Linked DNA regions of Mus musculus: region 2 is linked to region 1. The links are chromatin contacts, called in public Hi-C maps. All regions are on one chromosome and are shown on one strand. The core of a region is the stretch at or near the end of the contact, and the rest is flanking DNA. Distances in the headings are between cores, read along the strand shown. Region 1 has its middle 42 kb from the start of Gm24982. Region 2 has its middle 24 kb from the start of Gm45999.

Evidence for each region. A called contact is a pair of places that touch in the nucleus more often than the background predicts.
Region 2: a contact with region 1 is called in a Hi-C map of the N1E-115 cell line, with 3 times the contacts expected there. The contact joins two enhancer-like sites. A contact is called at or near these places in 1 of 15 datasets of contacts at CTCF or cohesin (stem cell-derived epiblast-like cells), 3 of 484 Hi-C or Micro-C datasets (the HL-1 cell line, the N1E-115 cell line and cerebral cortex), 3 of 115 datasets of contacts at active chromatin or transcription factors (acute myeloid leukemia, astrocytes and stem cell-derived neural progenitor cells) and 1 of 9 other capture datasets (embryonic stem cells).

The regions. Positions count from the first base shown.
Region 1 is chr7:114,872,303-114,876,803 of GRCm38.p6, forward strand. No RefSeq gene overlaps it. Among named protein-coding and RNA genes, the nearest start is that of Gm24982, 42 kb to the left of the region's middle. Within about 2 kb of position 2,054, at least 28 of the 459 cell types and tissues checked have an H3K27ac peak or open chromatin away from gene starts, as enhancers often do. A contact at or near this core is called in the N1E-115 cell line, where this site is marked.
Region 2 is chr7:115,371,705-115,376,205 of GRCm38.p6, forward strand. No RefSeq gene overlaps it. Among named protein-coding and RNA genes, the nearest start is that of Gm45999, 24 kb to the right of the region's middle. Within about 2 kb of position 1,962, at least 15 of the 459 cell types and tissues checked have an H3K27ac peak or open chromatin away from gene starts, as enhancers often do. A contact at or near this core is called in the N1E-115 cell line, where this site is marked.

The DNA.
Region 1 (4,501 bases), core at 804-3,303:
CATGACATAAGAAAATCACTGCGGTCCTAGTTATTTAGGAATCAGTGATATGTTACATTGCTGAAGTCAATCTCACCGAGCTCTCTTTAGGCTTGCCTTTCCTATGCGGATGGGGTGGGAAATGTCGAGGCTGAATCCTTTCCAAGCCATTTCTTGTCTCTGACATTTGACTGGTTCAATCTATCCTTCTACAACTGTTGACTCCCTAATAGCAAGTCTTTTGTCTCTCTGTGAGTCGCTATTTTTAACACTTCGGAGGATACAGGACTTACAAATCTGCAATGTTTTGATAAAAGCTGTAACTATTATCTTCCTAGAAAAACACGCACTCACAGAACGTATACTCACTTATGTTTTGTTTAGAAGCCCTAAAGCCCACTTGTGCTCTGGAATGAAAAGCTCATTTGGACTTGTATTTTTGTTGTAAGCTGTCTTAAATACAGCTGATTTTGGATTTATCTTAACTTTTTTGTCTTTGAAATAGTGAAAAACTGATAAAGATATAAAGAAAAGTCCAGTGGGTATGGATAGCCATGGATCCTGCAGCTGAATTGTTACTGTCCATTAGGCCTCCTCTCCTTCTTCCTCCCTCTCCTTCCTGTTTTTCATCTTCCCAAACTTCTCTTGTTTTTCCCTTCTTCCTCCTTCCTTGCTTCCTTCCTTTTTCTTCCCTTCCTTTCCTTTTTCTTTCCTTCCTTTCCTTTTTCTCTCCTTCCTTTCCTTTTTCTCTCCTTCCTTCCTTCCTTCCTTCCTTCCTTCCTTCCTTCCTTCCTTCCTTCCTTCCTTCCTTCCTTCCTTCCTCCTCCCTCCCTCCCTCCCTCCCTCCCTCCCTCCCTCCCTCCCTCCCTCCCTCCTTTCCTTCCTTCCTTCCTTCCTTCCTTCCTTCCTTCCTTCCTTCCTGCCTTCCTTCCTTCCTTTCTTCCTTCCTCCCTTCCTCCCTTCCTTCCTATGTCCATCAGTCCTCATTTTGAAACATTTAAAGATAAATTGCAGGGATCACTGAAGTACAGGTGGGCTATGATTTAGCATAGATGCCTGCCATTGCAGAGTGCTCAGGGAAAGATGGTATTTATTTATTTATTTATTTATTTATTTATTTATTTATGAGATTGCCCTGGCTTTAGACACAACCTCTCCTCTTCTGTCTGTTATGGGATCGAGCTGTATGTGTGGATGACTCACACTTATGAAATGCTACTGCACACATTCCTTACAGGGGGCTGGATCCCTGGAGTTGCAGGAAGCCCAGATTTTTCCCTTTCATCCCTAGGGGAGGGTGGGGCCACAGCAAACATAATTGCAAACAGAAAGCAGAGCAGGCTGGGGCTGCTTTAGGAAACGAGATAAGGGATGTCAGAGAGGGAAAGGACAGCATATATCCTCTAGAGGTAAGGGCTTGGGGAAGACATGCCAGAAGGCATGATGAAAAGTAACATTTATTCAACCCTTTGAAGAAAGGGCACTTTGGGTATCCATGACAGTGTAACCAACTGGTATAAGCTGGCTTCAGCATGGTTTAAGTATAGCAATAAAGGATCAGTTCTCTTTTGGGTATTGCTTGTACATATCATCTGTCTCTCTGCTGGCTTGTCCCTAAATGACTCTATCGCAGTAGCTCTTTAAGCCTCTTGGGGGGTCTTCCTTGGAGGTTGTGGCTTTTTGAGTCTCTTGGAGCTGTTCTTTCATTTTGAAGATGAGACTTAGAGGTTCCCTCTGCTCACATGACATTTGGAGAAAGATCTGGGGGCTGGGTCATGTATATAACATAGCCTGGTCCCCCCCCCCCCCCGCCACCTCTATTCTGTAATTCAAGTAGAGTTTGACCTAGTTACCTTTGCTTAGCTCCATTTAGCCAGGCGCATCCCTAAGTTTTGAGAGCAAAACAGTACCTGTGATTTTCTTATGAGCCACAAGAGGGGGAAGTGTGAACACAAATGAAAAAGAAAATTAAAAAAAAAAAAAAAAAAAACCACTCAAAAAACCAACCTCGCTGGCGAAACCCAGCTGGCAAGTGAGCATGTTTTCCGAGGCTTCGTTCCTGCTGCCAGCCTGGCAGCTCCAATCTGTTGTGTGTCCCCACTCTCTCTCTCTCTCTCTCTCTCTCTCTTTTCTCTGCCACTGTTCTTTCTCTGCCCCTCTCTCACTTTGTCTCTCACTGTCCCTCTGGAATTTCTCTGGGAAAAAAAGATGCAAATTGTTCTGCTGTCTTTAGAACGAAAAATTAATGAACAATTCCTAGGTGGGGTGGTGGGGGACCAAGATCTGAGGGAGTTTTTTTTTTTTTTTTTTTTTTTTTTTTTAACTATAATCTCAAAGTCAGCCAATGAGGGAGTTTTAGAAGCTCCTTACTTTTTGTTCATAAAAACAAAGCAGAGAGGCCTCCTCATCCTCAGGTGAGACCTTGATCCTCCTTGCTGGCCTCTGAGGTGGCAATGGTTGCGCAATATCACCACCTTGCAGAGTAGTGAGCATAGGTACAGATATGTCCAAGGGTTAGGTCAACATCACACAGCTAGGGTTAGAGCTGACTTTGAACAGGGCACTCTGATTAGAACGCCTCTGCCCTTAAGCCCCTTTATTGTCACTGAATCATATCATCAGTGGATGTAAAGTGTTCAGGGGCAGGGAGGGCATGGTCCTGATGCAGACCCTAGTGAGCAACTCAGATCAGAGGTGTCCCACAGGTGTGGGAGCCAGTTTCAAGGGTAACTGTTGAGACAGGAAGCTGCTGCATGGAGGTGACAAAGGATGGAAATGGGTGACAAGAAGATCGGTGTACTTAAGGAGGGGAGTGCAAGTGGGCAACAAGACCACCCAGAGCAGTGGCCAGGCCAACAGCTCTCAACTCTTTGCAGGGATTTGGAACTTTCGTCTCTGGGACCTATCAAGTTTCTGAGGTTCTGCCTGGTCAGAGCTTTGCCAGGCAGTGGGGGGATCTCATGATTATTTGGGCACATGCTTTCTGGTTAGGCCATGGTCTGGGAAGTGGAATGACCTATGGTTATTTTCATTTGTGTTCCTTTCGCTTCTCCTCAGGCTGTCTAGGGAAAGGCTCCATGGCCTAGGCTGTGGGAACTGCCCTGTCCATCGATGATAGAATGCATTTCAATTAATTCCTCATGTGTCATTGCAGACCATGCAGAACTAACTTTTTCTTAGAGTTAACACTGTATTATCATGAACACAAAGCATATTACATATAGAGAATTTAGAAATTAAAGTCCAGAAAGACGGTCTTACAGCGAGCGTCTCACCGCCCTGAGATAGTCAGTGTTTACATTTTTTTCTTTTTTCTTTTCCTGATCCTTATTTCCCCCTTCTCCTCATCTTTGTTCACACTTTCTTTAATGGTCTCCACGGGAGTCCTTCCTGGAAGTGCTGTAAAGAAACACATGTCACAGTCCATTGTGAAGCAGTGTGGGAGCAACCCTCATTTCTAGCACATACATTTCAAGAGTCACTGTGTAGACTGATATGACTTCTGGGCCTTCTCTACAATGTGGGCATGGCTTGGGCAGAGAACACACTGTGCAGTATTCACACTTCATGATGCCATGGGAAAGGGAAGAGAATACCATGCCTATAGCCTAAGGTGGGCCAGGCACTAAGCAGGATACTGTTCTTGGTATTCCTTTGTTGAAGAAAGAGTTGAGTTCCTATGGAAGGTGTAGTGGTCAGCACTGGGGCAGGGGGGGGGGGGAGCATGTGTGACTCCTGATCTCAAGCGAAACAGTCTCAGCAGAAAGAATAACTGGAGACAAGAATGGACAAATTGGTCTAGCCTTAGGCAAGGGTAGGGGTTGTCAGGAAAAAATTGAGTTAAGGAAGGAGGATTGAATCGTATGGGGGACTTTTGGTATAGCATTGGAAATGTAAATGAGCTAAATACCTAATAAAAAATGGGGAAAAAAAGACTAAAGGGCAACCTGGAGTTGGGTGCCTGAAGAAGGTAAGCATAGAGCTGCTGAAGTAGTTGCTGAGGAGTGCTTGACACACTCATAGGTGAAAGATCAGAATGCAAAGATAGAATTGTGGAGGGACTACATGTAAAGTTAGGAGCCATGAGAAAAAACGAAGTGGTGTGTGCATGGGGCAGGGGGAACCGTATGATGACTATTGCATGCTTAACCTTGCATATGATAGCATACATGGACTGTTTCACTTATTTTTAGTTCAAGAACAGGGAAACTAATCTGTAGTGATGAAGTCAAGATAATACTTATCTCTGACATGAAGGACGAGAGGAGCCTTACGGGTATGGAAAAATAGGTACCTGCATGCAGTGTCTAGACAAGAGTTTTATATATTAGATGCTACCGAATCATACACTTCAATTAGGAGACACAGCATTATGTACTGAATACATTATCTGAATCAATGAAAAAATACTCTGCTATGTAATAATGCATAGTACGTAGTCCATGGGCTGATGCTGCCCTGTAATCTGTAAGCAGCAGGCAGGGGGATAAGTTGCTTTCTCCAGAATACTCATTTATTCTTT
Region 2 (4,501 bases), core at 712-3,211, 500 kb after region 1:
TTCCATGGGTTAGCCTCAATGTGTGGGGACATCTACCAACTGGAATTCCGTGAAACAGGGGCCACAAATGTCAGGATATACATTCAGGTTTGTGTACCCTGGGCTGAATAGCTGAAAATCTCTCTCTCTCTCTCTCTCTCTCTCTCTCTCTCTCTCTCTCTCTCTCTCTCTACCTAAAACAAGGGAGTAAATTTAAATAAAAGATGTACACAGTTTTTGAGAGAGCAGATAAAGAGAATATAAAAGTTAGATAAAGCCCAGAGAAGAACAAGCCACTTAGGTTGCTGTGCCTCAGGCTACACATCATCAAATAAAGCAATAATGGTGTCTCTGTAAGATGCTTGAGGGGGCCGTGAAATGCACGTCTACTCACTACCACAAGTAGGAAAACTAGGGAGGAAGGGGAGTCAGGACACTCAGGTGTGGTTTAGCATGACTTTCTGAACCAGCCGCCCCCGCCCTGCCCCCCCCCCACACACACACATAGAAACCTCTCAAAGCTTGAAGCAATGCTATGACATGGGAACACATGCCAAGGGCAGCAACCGGACAGATGGGAGGCACTATGGTGGTCAGCATCTATGGAATACTTCTTTTCGAGATTCTGAGACACAGTGGATTCTGCTGCTCTTTCTTCTGAGTCTATCTAGTTCATCTCTGCAGATTTTCTCATCCTTCCCAAGGCCAAGGTCAGGAGAACTGGGGAGAAGTCAGCCTTGATGAGCACAGGAAGAGTCTCGAACCTTAGGAAAAGTGTGGTAGTGGTGTCAAGCAAAGGCAAGACTGAACCCTATGCTTCTGATGGGGAAGCGAAGTCTGGCCCTGGGAAGGCAATTTCTCCAGGTCAAACGTCATAAGGAAGGGCACAGGAGGTTAAAGCAGAAATCCTGAAAAAGTACAAGAGTTTGCAGGAAAAGCAACAAGGACCGGCTTTTATAGCTTCACCTTTAAGCCTTCTTCTTTGGGTAGTATGGCAGTCACTTTTCTCATTGCTGGGACAAGACTGCAACCTAAGAAAGGGTTCATTTTGACTTGTGGTTTAGGAAGGGATGCAGTCTGTTATACAGAGGAAGGCATGGGAGCAGGGCTGTGAGGCAGCTCTCTCTCTCTCTCTCTCTCTCTCTCTCTCTCTCTCTGTGTGTGTGTGTGTGTGTGTGTGTGTGTGTGTGTGTGTGTGTGTGTGTGTGTGTGTATTCTATATCTGTAGACAGATTCTATATCTGTAGTCAGGAGACAGAGAGCAGACAGGAAGTAGGACTGGACAATGAACCCTCCAGGCCCTCCTGGTGACCCACTCCCTCAAGCAGGGCTCCATCTACTTCCTAAGGCTCCACACTGTCTACCATCAAAGAAGTTTATATCCAAAACACAGCAGGTAGCAATGTTCACACCAGCTGAGGAGTCCCTGCTGCCAGACTCTTAGTTAACCTGGCTTGAATGAGATGAATCCTACCCCCATCTAGCCATAGGAGAAACACATAGTCTCCAGCTCAGCCAATGAGAGGGCTTCACTCCTGTGTCCGGGTGACTGATTGAGGGCAAGATGTATGCTTCGAGGTGACCCAAGAAGCCTCACAAATAAGCTTTCTCTGAAAGGCTACAGAAGAGAAACTCTTTCTACTGGCCTTGCTGGGCTGCTGGGGTCAAGGGCTATTCATGCGAGTGGGACTGAATTACCCTGAGAAGGAGGCACCACAAACAAATGTCACTCTGGGAGATAAAAGGAGACAAATTCTCAGCCTCATATGGAGTCCTTGCTCCAGCTGCACCTTCAGGTGACACATCCTGGATGTTGGTTGCCTTCACTCTTCAGTGTAGAGGCCAATGATTGATTTTGTAAATATGTGTGTCTCCTCGGCACTTGACCTAGGGGAGAAATATTCTCATTGATTTCATACTTAAACCAGATTGACTTAAACACCTGTCACTCACGTGTTTAAGAATCCAGCCCCATGTTTCAGATAAATAGTGGATATCAGCCACTGCTGACAAGACTGTGGCTGTGGCCATGAGGGAGGGTGACCAAAGGACCCTTACCTACCAGAATGAGGTAACGATGAAAACCAGAGAGGAGTTGAAGAGTACCAGGCTTGGTCAATGAAAATGCAGTTATTGTATCTGGAGAGACAGTTTCCTGCCAATGGGAGAGAACCTGAGCAAAGCTGCCTCCTGCTGGAGGGCCATAAGAACCGTGGGGGCAGTCAGCAGGGAGTGGGGCTGGATGGGTGACTTCAGCTCTTTCCTGGCCTGGTACTGCGTATTTGAATCTCCTGCTGGGCCAAGTAGTGACTTTGCAGGCCCTGCGGAATTCTCATCATTTCCCAGGGACCTTTCAGCTTGGGTTTGGCTCCTATGCCAAGGCTGTGACAGCTTTATTAGCACCTATAATTCAATGTGAGCATCAATGTGTTGGGAAACACTTTGGGGCTATCTGTTAAAGTCAGTTTAATTCCCTCTCAAATGCCTCTTTGTTTGCCAAAGTGCCAGGCAGAAGCCTTCCAGGTAGGCGGGGAGATGAGCCCCAGACAGGGATCAGCGGGACGTGTCTGCTGAGAGCACAAGTCACTTTGCTGGGGGCTGATGTCATTTCCAGTTAGTGGGCTCCTGGCAGAAAGGTCTGCAGAGGCTCAGATGACATCACTGGAGAGCAGCCTGTCATTGGCGGAGATAACAAATGGAGCTCAGCCCCAAGTTCCTGCTGCCCCAGGAAGTCTCAATTCATTCCTTGGCTTCGCTCCCTAAGAGGGGTCTGGAAAGGAGACTCTTTGGACCCTAGCAGACTGTCTTGCTGGCTACTTCATGGAAACAAAACAGAGGGGTATCTAAACTTTCCTCAAAGTTCCCAGTGACTGTTGTTATCACGTGCTGCCATGACACAGCAGCACACACAGCCGATCATCTACCCAGTGTACATGTTCCCTTCTGCTGTTCTAGAATCTGCCACAGCCACTAAGGCATGTCATTCTTCAAAAGATTGGATCTCCCCTTGGCAGATCCTCACTAACTCATCCATCCATCCATCCATCCATTCATTCATTCAACAAGTTCTATAGAATGCATATTTTTGTGATCATTGTTTCAGACACTAAGGATACTTCTTGACTGCCCCATCTGGGGATCTATCCCGTATACAGTCACCAAACCCAGACACTATTGTGGATGCCAAGAAGTGCTTGCTGACAGGAGCCTGATATAGCTGTCTCCTGAGAGGCTCTGCTAGTGCCTGAAAAATACAGAGACGGATGCTTGCAGCCAACCATTGGACTGAGCACAGGGTCCCCAATGGAGGAGTTAGAGAAAAGACTGAGGGAGCTGAAGGGGTTTGCAACCCCATAGGAAGAGCAATAATATCAACCAACCAGATACCCCAGGGACTAAACTACCAACCAAAGAGTACACTACTCATGGAGCAAACCATGACTCCAGCTGCATATGTAGCAGAGGATGGCCTTGTCGGACATCAATGGGAGGAGAGGTCCTTGGTCCTGTGAAGAAGGCTCAATGCCCCAGTGTAGGGGAGTGCCAGGTGGGGGGAGGTGGGAGTGGGTGGGGAGGTAGTGGAGCATCCTCATAGAAGAAGGGGGAGGGGTGGGGGAGGAGGTTTCCAGAGGGAAAACTGGGAAAGGAAATAACATTTGAAATGTAAATAATGTAAATAAAGGAAATATCCAATAAAAGAAGTGAAAAAAAAAAAAGAAAGGAAAAAGAAAACTCAAGCCTTTGCCTCTGTGAGTCTTAATTCTAGTTGAGATGACAGAGAACTAAATATATTATAGAATAAAGATGTGATGTCAGGGCAAAGCAGTCTAAATACGTATTGAGAAACAGGCTGTCTGTTTTAGATAAGACAGCAATTGGGGAGATGGTGTGTGAGTCTTGGGAAGAGTCTTCATTTCCAATGAGGAATCTGGGTTGGATGAGTGAGCAGATGAATGAATGAATCCAAAGGCTCTGATGCTCACTCAAGTCTTTTAGGTATATTAGAATCATCAGGATCGACAGTCATGGCTTCTAAGCCTGGTTCTCTTTGCTGCTCATTGTAATTCGGAGTGAGGACATGTGCTTTCAGAGCCTCAGTTTCCCTACTTGCACACTGAGGAAATTGGGCTCAACTGTCACGGAGGGCCCAGCTTCCTCTGCCACTCTAGGAAGTTGTGAAATCACAGGCTTTGGGACCTGATATGCTGAGAATGTCTTCCTGCCTGTCTGCTGTGCAGCTACTCCTGGCCAGTAGTGTCCCCATTTCTGAAAGGATGGTGGCTTATGGTCTGTACAGCATGAGTTTCTAGGAAGTCACAGTGTATTCTCCTGATGTCCCCTGCTGCTGGAAATAGTAAAACCAAGAACATACCCTGGGTATAAACACACACACAAGCACACACACACACACAGGCACACACCTGTAAACGCATGCACAGCCACATCAACACATAAGCACATATATGTACACACATGGAAGAGAATCTAGACATTTCCTTTCAAAACAACTGTACCCTGCAGC